Linked DNA regions of Mus musculus: all the other regions are linked to region 2. Evidence: chromatin contacts called from public HiChIP or PLAC-seq, Micro-C and promoter capture Hi-C data. All regions are on one chromosome and are shown on one strand. Each heading gives the region's core, a stretch centred on a gene start, on an enhancer-like site or on the middle of the called end of the contact. The rest is flanking DNA. Distances are from core to core; before and after follow the strand shown.

Region 1 (2,700 bases), core at 191-2,690, 660 kb after region 2:
GCTCAGCAGACAACCAGAGCCTAACAGGGCTCCATGCTGTCTCCTGGAACACCCTGTAACTAGAGAAATGTCTGGCTGGCTGGCTTCTTCATGCTTACACTTGATTCATTGTGTCCTTCTGGTGGGAGCACTTTCAACAAGGTCCTGGGTGGTAAGTCCAACCCGACCCAAGTGTGCTACCTGCCCGGAAGCTTGTCCAACTTGTCACCTCGAAAGTCTACCGAGGGTATAACTTTGATGTTTGTGAAAACATTACCCCTATAAGAAGGGGAAGGAATTTATACCACTGTCAACCTTTTCCTAGTAAGCAGATTCTGAGAGGTTTTGGTGGGAGGGACAGTTATGCGCAGGAAGTGACTGAGGTTGAAGAAAGTGTCATGGGAGAGTGGGTCAGGAACCCCAAACCATAAGCTCCTGGAGAGGTCTTTCTTTGATGAATGGCTAGTCTTACTGAACTTGGCTGACAGAGCCATTTCCTTGAACTTAGCATGCAGAGTTGGGTAGACAAATAGGTGGGCATCCTTTTGAAAATTGTTTTATTTTTATTTATTTATTTTGGTCGTTGGGCTCATTAACTGGAGGGGGTCTTTGTAGAGATATTCTAGATAGTGCAGCCTCACCTATTTCCCTGCCTGCCAGATGCTCTCTCAATTTAAGCAACCTCTGGATTTCTTCCTTTGGGCTTCTGAAACTATTCTGATGTTGGCAATGTCTGGGTTATGTTTAGGACATGGCCCAGGACCTAGGGCTTCAGAGACAGTGAAGCAAGGTCAGCCTCTGGACAGATCAGGTTACCTAACAAGCTCTGTGGCATTGGCCATTCATTTCTGTCCTAGGACTAGAAGAAACCTTGGGTTTGGGCATCCTCTAGTGCTCTGTGTAGGATTACCTTGGTTGGTGGGGCTGGACAGGGATTCTAGGTTAGGAATGGATGTATGTTTGGCTGGTGTCTGTTAGGAACACCCAGAAGTGCCTCTGACCGCCTGCACCACATGCCTGCTTGGGAGTATGCCCCGATCCAAGTGCACTTGGTGGCACCATATATGCACCACTCTGCCCTGTGTCTCCACCGCCAGGGTGACTCGAGGAAGCCAAGAAGACCCAGGGGGTGTCTGCAAACGTCCACACTGGGGAAGAGCAGGCGGGCCAGTGGCGGCAGCGTGCGGGGAAGCGCCCCCTGCCCCCTCTGCCGGCCGCTCTACCTTGGTCTAGATGTCAGTCGCGAGCTCCGAGCCAGCTAGCGAGCCAGAGAGGGAGCGGCGGCGGCGGCGGCAGCGGCGGCGGCGGCGGCGGGCCGCGGGCGGCGGGGAGGGGAGGAGGCGAGGAGAGGGAGGGAGGAAGGGAAGCAGGGAGGGCGGGAGGGAGGAGAGGAGGACCCAGAGAGCGCCAGGCAGCTGGAGTTTTTGCAGCGCTTGGCCGGGCTTCAATGCACAGCAGCAGCGAGCCGCGGCGGCAGCAGGCAGCCCGGGAGCTCCGGCGGCGGCCGAGCCAGCGGCGGCCCCGCTCCCTGCCCCCTGCAAACTTTGCGAGCAGCCCGCCCGGGGGGCCGGGGACGCGCCTGGGAGGCTCGGCTTGGACTACGGCCGCGCTCTTGGCCGCCGCAGCGCTAGCCGCCGCCGTCGCTGCTACCACCGCAGCTCCGCGCCTCCCCGGGGAGCTGCCGGCGGCTTCCGAGGCCCCCCAGCCCCGGCCCCTGGGCACTGCCCGGCTAGTCCCCGGCCAGGGTTGGGGGCGACAGCGGCGCAGCCAGCCCCGGGCTGCCAGGGGGTGGCCGTCACTGCCCAGGGAGGCGCGCAGAGGATCGGAGAGCGCTCCCCGGCGGGTCCCCAACGTACTCGCCGCCGCGCCCGGGCAGCGGCCCGACCCGGCTAGCATGGGCGGCGCGGAGTGACGCCGCCGTGCCCGCTTGGCATCAAGGACATTCAGCCCGCGGGGGTGGGGACGAAGGGGGGCAGCCCCGCGTCGCCGCCGCAGCCCCTGAGAGCCACCGCTGTCGCTGCTTGGGCTCCGGGGCTGGATGGAAGCTAGGGGTGCTTGGAATTGATCTTCATTTCCTGACCTTTTTGTTGGACATTACGCCCACCTTGGACGCTGCAAGAGGAGCTGTCAAGCCCGGCAGGCTCTGATTTGGCCCCCTCCGTTTTTCTCTGCTGCTCGTGGCTTCCCCGTGCCTCGGTGGAGTATTTGCGTTCGGGGCTGGGGCTGGAGGAGGCAGCCACACGCGCGCACACGCACACGTTCAGAGGAGGGCGAGAGGCAGCGGTACAGGCACCATCTGCAGTGTCAATGCGGCGCTGGGGCTGAAGGAGGGAAACGCCGCGCTTCCAGGTAAGGAGCCGCCGGCCGGGCACAGGGCCAGCTGGGCAGAGCGGGCGGAGGTGGCGAGTCCGGTCCCGGAGTCCTCGCCTGCTCTGAGGCAGCCCACTACACACACACACGCACACACACACACACACACACACACACACACACACACACGCAAAACACAAATCGCGTGCGCGCACACACACATACTCACACACAGGCACACACTGCGCTCACGCACCTGCCCACGTCCCACCTGGACACCCGCGTAGGTGCATCGCAGCCGGAGCAGGGATTTCCCGTGTTCTTCTCCTCTCCGGACCTAGACTTCTCTTCCCCAGGACTTTCAGGGTGGGATTCAGTAAATGACTGACTCTCCTATCCAGCCTGGTAGGA
Region 2 (2,700 bases), core at 173-2,672:
AAAAAAAAACAAGATCAGAAAAGGATTCCAAACACTCATATTAGAATTCCAGAGAAAATTAAGGCGCACTACTACAAAGGCTCCGGCTGAGGTTTTAATATCATGGGATAAATCTGAACTGTACATTGTTAAACTAAGAATGTGTGCCTGCAGTGTTTTCTCTTCAGGGCCTACAAAGTGTATCACTTTCACAGACAGTTCTATCCTCTCGTTTTAAAATAAAATTGATAAAAACAGGCCATTCTCTTAAACTCTGCCATAAACCAATACACGGGTCCTTTTCAGTCGATTAAATGGTAAACTTTTAAAGCCTTTCAAAGCTTGATTTACCCATTCTCTCAAGGGCTTAACCTACCAGATTCTGGTGGATCCTAGGTTTTAAAAAGATAATCAGGATCATTACAGGAGCTCTCTTAACTCAAATCAAAGTGAAGGATAAGTCGAGGAAAGTGGGAAGCAAGGGGTATTTGTTTTAGGAAAATATATGGGATGAAATGCAAATGACAACAATGGATAAGTGTGTCATAATGCATTTTATTCAGGCTGATCTAAGTCTGTTTAACATTTTAAACATTTAAAAATAAGAAGAAGAAGACTAGTAAATAGTCAACCACCCCCACTCTCACCCTAATAGTTTAGGGAAAAAGTAATGAGGAGGGCAGTTTGAAATTCTATTTTTGTATGGTTTTGAGTAAGAAACTGGAATAAGAAAGCAATAAGAAAGAAAGAAAGAAAGAAAGAAAGAAGAAAGGAAGGAAAAGGAAAGAAAAAAGCAAAACAAGAAGGAAGGATGGATGGATCACTTTAATATTCAATGCTAACAGCTCACGCAAAACCTAGGATCTGAAGCTGTGGCTATTCACAGGTAGTGGAAAGTGCCCAAAGTTGGACACTCTGCAACTCCTAACAGGAAACTTGGGCCTGATCCCCACGAGCCCAGGACACCTCCCGGCCTTCAGGAGTGTGCACAGCACCAGGGTCAACCAGAACCTGTTGTAGGAATGAATGAGTACACCTGCGCTGGGTTTCTTCCCGAACCCAAGCGGGCCAGCTTTTAGGACCGGGGACAGAAGTAAAGGCCATGCCCCGAGGAGAAGACTGGGGAGGTGGGGTGTCCTCCCCTTAACCCCGGCCCCAGAGAGTCTTAGAACACTGCCCGGCGGGGGCGGGCAATAGGCCCTGGGGAGGGGCGGGGGAGGCCAAAAGGGAGAGAAGGGCCGGCGGATGGGGCCCAGCCGATGCCTCTCCCTTCCACCGCGGAAGTCCAGCCGCTGCCCTGACCTCACCCTGCCTGCCTCCTGCCTCCCTCACCTGATCACCGAGATGAGCAGCCCCGAGGGGTCTTTGCTTTTGCTGACTGTGCTCCTGTATTTCCCACCAGCTGCTTCTGCCGCCATCTTGGTACGGGAGCGAGAGCCAGGTGCTTGACAGGACCGGGAAAGTGTAAACTCCGCGGCTGACCCGGAACATCCACCAATGGCAGAAGAGAAGCGCTTAGGCGCGGAAGTGAAAAACCCAATCCCTGGAGTTAGGAGGCGGGACTGAGACTCAGCTGGAGGCTGAGGCTCCTGTCCTCTCTAAGCATTCTGGGAAATGTAGTTCTTCTGCCGGTCCCGGGCATGCCTGGACAATAAACCAAGGGCAACTTCATCAAGCCTCCTTACTGTCTCTTTAGATCTCTTCAGACAGACCTTAAGTTGTTTTTCAGTTTACTCCATTTTATAATTTTACACGCTTTAACTTAATGTATCTGATGATAAATTGCAGATTCTTCTATTTAAACAAAGGTCCCAAAAGAATGCTTGTGTGTGCAAAAATATTAACTTCAAATACCATCTTTAAATCAACCAAATGCAAAAATGTACACGCACAGAGATTTTTCTTTGGTATTTTTCTGAGACTGAATGTTTCTATATTCGTCTTATGTACAAGTTCACTGTTGCGGTTATGCCAAGTCGCAGGCTGCAGGCTGTGAGGGGGAAAAGTACCTGTCCTAGGGGCTGTCACATATATATATATAGTTTCTCATGTTGTGGTGACTCCCAACTATAAAATTATTTCATAGCTACTTCATAACTGTACCTTTGCTATTGTTGTGACTTGTAATGTAAATATTTGATATGCAGGATATCTGATATGCAACCCCAAAGGAGTCAACCCCACAGGTTGAGAACCACAGACCAATTTCAATGGATACAGGAAAATCTTTTGTAGAAATTCAACCATACTTTTAAAATAAAAGCACTCAAAAAAAAGTCCCAAAAAGGAGGAACCACTGCAGTTCTTCGGGCGGGGGGGGGGGGGGGTTACTCTCATAGCACACCTTGTATCAGCACAGCAGCGGTGGCGGCTTCCAGAAGGGTCTGGGCGTCTGGTGGAGAGGCACAAAGTCCAAGCACTTTCCCTCCAGTCGGTGTTGTGGGGCGACTGAGACCATGGAGGAGTCGGAGGAGTCGACACCTGCTCTGCACAGAAGGAAACGGCGCTCCACACCTTTAGCTCCAGCCACACCACCTTCACAAACAACAGAGAAAAGCCCATACTTCCAGACCACAGAAATCTCACTTTGGACAGTGGTGGCTGCTATTCAAGCTGTGGAGAAGAAGATGGAATCCCGGGCTGCCTGAGTGCAGAACCTGGAGGGACGTGCAGGGTCAGCAGAGAAGAAGCTGGCTGACTTCGAGCCAGAGAGTTCAGCAA
Region 3 (2,700 bases), core at 94-2,593, 520 kb before region 2:
AATCAACATAGCACTGAGACACATGCACATCAACAGTCACTGCAGTATTACTCACAACCACTAAGTGATGGAACAAAGTAGGACTCAGCAACAGAGGAATGGATTTATAAACGTGTGGTATATATGCACAAAGGAACGTTTCCAGCCATAAAGATGAATGCCATTGGTGGGTAAGTGGATGCAACTGGAGATAATCACATTAGAGTGACATAAGCCAGTCTCAGAAAGTCAAACGTTGCATATATTCTCACTTGCAGCTCTTAGATTTTATATGCTATACATTATCATGTATGCACATACGACATGAAAGAAGTGTCCAAGGGAACAAAGGACACCATCAGGGGGACAAGAAAAGGCCGGGGAAGGAGGTTTCAGGGGGAACATGCTTAGTGTACTAATATATACTTACATAAAAATTGAAAAAATTAATAAAAAGAAATAAACAATCAAAAAATAAAAATTAAACTGCCATGGCTATGGACAGCAAGAAACCTCAGGAGACCTGCACTGTCCTTACATCTTTTCTGTGAGGAAAATTTCAGAAAGAAAATTTATTTTAAAATATAATGGTGTCTCACTTGAAAAATAATGTGAGTTTGCTTTTGTACATCTTTTGACAACACTGCTGGCAATTCCATTTATTCATTCAGTGTGAACCTACTATGTGCTAAAAATTTCTACTGATCTATGGCAAAATTGGAAAGGATGAAAGAAAAGAGCAACTTTGGTTGGGAAATGGAAAGAAATTAGCACAGTTCAGCCCTTACTCTGTTCAGGTTGCTTGCCCTGGTATAGCTTTGAAAGCCATAGAAACACAGCAAACAAATTCACCAAAGCATTTCTGCAAGTACCTGATAGGCAGCCTTGACCTTGAAATAGCCAAGAGGACAACCAATTCAGAAATGCCTCTTGGAATAAAAGGGGGAAAGCAATTAAGCTCTTATAGTGGAAATCGGGCAGAGAGAAGTGCTGGGTCCACCCAGTGAGCAGAGGTAGGGAACTGCTCATTTAAGTGCAGTTATCTGAATTTGAATTTGTACATATTTGCAAGTGAATACCCACGGTATTCTGGACTCTACAGATAGGGCATCCATCTTGAGAAGAGCTGTAACCATGAGGGGTAAAAGAAGATTGAGATGGGGAAAAAAAAGAAAGAGAAACCAAATAGAAGCTGAGATGATTTTTTCTTCTCAAAAGACTATTCCTAATATTCACAGTCTAAAAAGGACACAATGACGCAGATAACCTGTTAATGAGCTAGCTGTGGGTTGTCTACTCCCCAGGGCAGGATTTCCAACTGACAGAGCTTGTGTGGGTCTAAAAAGAATGAATGAGAAATTGAATGAGAAATGTACAGCTTAATCTTTCAGCAACCCGGATGTGCTCTGGATGCTGGTGGCTCCTGTGGGCAGAGATGGTGAGGAGCTCTGGCCTGTGAGGCCTTTGTGGCAAAGGAATGAAAACCTGTAATGTAAATTCCAGGAAATCAGTTTGTTGAGTTTGTTTGGCCAATTACGGCAATCCATCAAAGGAGTAACCTCAAACAACTAAGCCTGCGTTCACCTATCTTAGGCAGTTCTCAGGCCCTTGTTTCAAGCTTCAGTCTCCAGCAAACAAAACATTCATAGGAGAGTCTAGCTCAGTGTGACTAGGTCCCTACATCAGCTGCCTCTGTGATGCCAGGTCTCTGACTTTTAAAGTCACAGTCTTCTTCAAAGGGCTTGCCCTTGAGGATCTGCATTCCCTAAAGCCTTTCATGTTTCCCTGTCAAACGTCAACAGGAAGCTGGTCCCTGTAAAGCTCAAGATGGCCTCTGGGGTGCTGTGTCTAACCTTGTTTCTCATTCTCCTTCCACTTCTGCACAGACACTTTGTCCTTTTAGATCACCGAGAATCTTGTGTCCCCTTTTCAGGACACTTTCTCCTTCTTCTCCATATACACACATCCAACAACAATGCAGAATCCTTCTTACCCAATGTTTCTCTTGATTCTTAAGGCCCCCAGTGCCTCTCTTCACCCTGTACAGTGCCTGGCTTCTGAACCATCACAACTGGTACTCCCTATCCATCTGTCCCAAGACACTCAGAGATGAAACCATAAGTTTGGCACAGAGCAAGGATTTAATAAATATTGACATTTAGTTTCAATAGCCTTTTAACACAGGGGAATTACTCGACTGAATTCTGTTATTCTTGTCACAGGCAATGGACCAGATTTCCCCAGCCCACTGTAGATGCTCACACTAATATTATGTACAGACAAGTTGAGTAGGAACCTTGAAAAGCATGAAGAAGACCAGCTGCTTTCCTTGAACGGTTAATCTTTAAAGGGTCATTTAACTTTCAAGCGGAGATAGTCTTGTTTCTATTCACTTTCTCACTAGAATGTCCCTAAGCCAGAATGGCAACATACAGACAGGGCAAAAATTACTTAGGATAAGAACCTTGAAAATTCCCTAAGTACAGCAGTTCTCTGTCTCTACTCATCTGGCTGCTACCAGGAATCTTGCCAGATCAGCAATTCCCTCCTGAGAATGATAGCTATCATTTGCTTGGGCTGTTGAGCCAGCTTGCTTTCTTCCCAGTTTCTTTTTCTGAGATGCTCTTCCCCTTCTCTAACATTTAAGGAAAAGAAATAAATCTGAAGATGCCTTTGTTAGCACATAAAGTCAAATGTATTTCAGGCAAAGGCAGCCTTCTA
Region 4 (2,700 bases), core at 147-2,646, 610 kb before region 2:
AGGTGACTGACCCTCCAAATGCCACATCTCTAACTAGCTTCCAAGTGATGCTTGGGTAAAAATTAGTGCCCAGGTTTCTAAGTTGAGAAAACCAGGCATGAAGCCTTAGTCTGTTGCTTGCTGAAGATGTGGTGCTGAAATTCCCCATGTAATACTTCTGGTAGTGATGGCACCGACCTTTTCTGCAGTAAAGTGAGGATCAGGTAAGGTAGTTTTGAAAACTTTTCACTGGGAAGATATCAATAATCATAAAAACACAGTCTCTATCTGCCCATCCACCAGTTTTACCACCAGCAACTCACACTGCAATGTGTTTCTTGTCTTCACCCCCTGCCAGGGATATTTAAGCATATAACACAATGCTTGAATTGCTTAACAGAAACCATTAAGTTTTTAAAAATGTTTTTTATTAGATATTTTCTTTATTTACATTTCAAATGTTACCCCCTTTCCTCATTTCCCCTCCACATCCCCCATCCTTTCCCCCTCCCCCTGCTCACTAACCCACCCACTCCTGCTTCCCTGTCCTGGCATTCCCCTACACTGGGGCATTGACCCTTCACAAGACCAAGGGTCTCTCCTCTCATTGATGTCCCACAAGGCTATCCTCTGCTACATAAGCAGCTGGAGCCACGAGTCCCTCCATGTGTTTTCTTTGGTTGGTGGTTTAGTCCTTGGGAGCTCTGGGAGGGGGTACTGGTTGGTTCACATTGTTGTTCCTCCTATGGGGCTGCAAACCCCTTCAACTCTTTGGGTCCTTTCTCTAGCTTCTCCATTGGGGACCCTGTGCTTAATCCACTGGAGGGCTGTGAGCATCCACGTCTGTATTTGTCAGGCACTGGCAGAGCCTCTCAGGAGACAGCTGGAAACTATCAAGTTTTAGTTATTATTTTTCTTAGGGTATTGGGAAGGCTAGTTATTTATAAATGACTCAAGGTATGTACTGATAAGTGCACTATATAAGAGTGAGCAGTGGGAGGGAAGTCCCAGGGATAGTATTGCAGATGGAACCTTCCAGCAGTACAGTTACTATAGAGGTAAATTCCTATGACAGGAAACCCTGGTTTCCTACCTAGTGCTCCTTATTCCAATTCTGCCTAGTAACAGGCCCTTCATATTGTTGTGGGTGAAAATGTGCCCAATGTCAAAATGATAAAACAAACAAACAATCTCACCAAATCTCCCCATCCCTCTTGCACATGTAGTTCTGAGTGCCATGTGATAGGAAATCAGAGCTGTGTAGGAGACAACTCTCTGAAGTGATCATGGTGGACAAAGACCACTTTTCCCTATCCCCTGTCTGGCATGCAGCCATAGCAGCTGAGATACAGTGACTCTTCTGAGACAGCAGGAGACTCTTCGAGAGGAAGTCATTGCTAAGAATAATGGAGCCTAAAGATAGATGGTGCAAGCATATTTGTGACATCACAGGTGCCACGCTGCAGCCCCAGACAATACACTTCTGGGCTTTGTGTCAGAGAAGAGAAAATGAAGGCCTTATTGTTCGAGCTGCTGCTATTTCTACTTTGCTAGTAGTTGCTAAATGTAATTTCTGACTGACACGATCATCTAATTAGCATAAGTGAGGTCATCCTGAGAAAACTTCCTCTGAATTTGGCTGTCCTTAAAATCTAGTTACTGGGAAAAGCAAAACGAAGGCTCCTTCATGATGTGAGAACAGCAAACATCTATAATATCTTCCCTTGGGCTAGGCTGCAAATATCTACTTTTCTTAAAATGTCCTTATAAATCAACTTTTCCAGCCCCTTAATCACCTTTGATAGATATAACACAAAGTATGTCTCCGAGCTGGAAGGTTACAAAGCAACAGGGGAAGCAAAGAGCTTTGAAAGCCAGGCTTGGAGCCATTTTTATGCATGCAGGTCTAACCCTGGGTGGAATGTGACAATCAAGACAAGCGTATTTATGCAGAAGCCTAATCCATGTGTGCAGGTCTGTGGGCCCAGGCACTGCATGCTGGCCCTCTTCCCTCCGCATCAGTGACATTTGCTTAACCTCCTCAGACAGGAGAGCAATAGACTTAGAAAAATACAAACTGCCTCATGTTGAATACATAGTAGACATCTCATTTGACAGGAATCCATAATCACCACCTAACAACCTGGAAGACGCATAGAGACCATGACATGGAGAATAACTGATTGACAGCTATAACCATTTCACACACAAAGTCATTCCTTTGAGGATTTGTGTATGTGTGAAAGAGCCTGTGGAAGAGTCTTATGTGTTAAAGTAACCTTAGCGAGATGCCTGGCTGCAGATTTATTTTTAAACTCTTTGATTTATTAAATTGAACCACATCAACACTATGGAACCATTAGAAATTATCCAATAGAGAACTCTTAATACCACAGACACTGTTTGGTGTGCCTTATTTTTAGTGGTGATATACAGTTGGCTCTACTATTATTACACTGTGTGCACAGTATATTATAGAAAGAGAATAATGCCATATATGGATCTAAAGAATATTGGATATTTATTTGCCAAAAAGTGTCAACTAAGGGACTTGAACATTCTTTTAAGATCTTGTTTATCTTCCTAACTTTCTTCAGCAAACATGAGAAGACATTTAAGCAGGCTTGCTAGGAACCCTAGGAAGGGAGACAGGAGGACACAGGAATTACAGACACCAGAATGATACTAGGAGGAGTCTGGCTGGCTTGTGGCTGGCCTTGC

The links. Promoter capture Hi-C pulls out the DNA fragments that hold promoters and counts their contacts. A called contact is a pair of places that touch in the nucleus more often than the background predicts. HiChIP or PLAC-seq counts read pairs in DNA pulled down with a chosen protein or histone mark.
Region 1: a contact with region 2 is called in a Micro-C map of embryonic stem cells, with 6 times the contacts expected there. The contact joins the promoter of Plxna4 here to the promoter of Exoc4 in region 2. A contact is called at or near these places in 6 of 39 promoter capture datasets (the 3T3-L1 cell line, the C10 cell line, embryonic stem cells and 2 more), 3 of 484 Hi-C or Micro-C datasets (cortical neurons and embryonic stem cells), 2 of 115 datasets of contacts at active chromatin or transcription factors (bone marrow-derived macrophages and forebrain) and 1 of 9 other capture datasets (adipose tissue).
Region 3: a promoter capture Hi-C map of embryonic stem cells shows a contact between it and region 2, with 2.0 times the contacts expected there. The contact joins the enhancer-like site here to the promoter of Exoc4 in region 2. A contact is called at or near these places in 3 of 39 promoter capture datasets (the 3T3-L1 cell line, embryonic stem cells and hippocampal neurons) and 1 of 115 datasets of contacts at active chromatin or transcription factors (bone marrow-derived macrophages).
Region 4: an H3K4me3 HiChIP or PLAC-seq map of bone marrow-derived macrophages shows a contact between it and region 2, with 5 times the contacts expected there. The contact joins the enhancer-like site here to the promoter of Exoc4 in region 2. A contact is called at or near these places in 6 of 39 promoter capture datasets (the 3T3-L1 cell line, 3T3-L1-derived adipocytes, the C10 cell line and 3 more) and 2 of 115 datasets of contacts at active chromatin or transcription factors (bone marrow-derived macrophages and stem cell-derived neural progenitor cells).

What each region holds. Positions count from the first base shown.
Region 1 is chr6:32,586,932-32,589,631 of GRCm38.p6, reverse strand. Plxna4 (plexin A4) reads left to right here and starts at 1,440. Exons shown (of 32, transcript NM_175750.3): 1 at 1,440-2,328.
Region 2 is chr6:33,247,850-33,250,549 of GRCm38.p6, reverse strand. It overlaps Exoc4 (exocyst complex component 4), which reads right to left and starts at 1,422. Exons shown (of 18, transcript NM_009148.4): 1 at 1,312-1,422. The coding sequence starts at 1,397. It also overlaps the pseudogene Gm1401.
Region 3 is chr6:33,768,479-33,771,178 of GRCm38.p6, reverse strand. The region is part of intron 11 of Exoc4 (exocyst complex component 4); the gene reads right to left. Among named protein-coding and RNA genes, the nearest start is that of Gm13853, 220 kb to the left of the region's middle. Within about 2 kb of position 1,343, at least 19 of the 459 cell types and tissues checked have an H3K27ac peak or open chromatin away from gene starts, as enhancers often do. A contact at or near this core is called in embryonic stem cells, where this site is marked.
Region 4 is chr6:33,858,472-33,861,171 of GRCm38.p6, reverse strand. The region is part of intron 13 of Exoc4 (exocyst complex component 4); the gene reads right to left. Among named protein-coding and RNA genes, the nearest start is that of Gm13853, 130 kb to the left of the region's middle. Within about 2 kb of position 1,396, at least 16 of the 459 cell types and tissues checked have an H3K27ac peak or open chromatin away from gene starts, as enhancers often do. A contact at or near this core is called in bone marrow-derived macrophages, where this site is marked.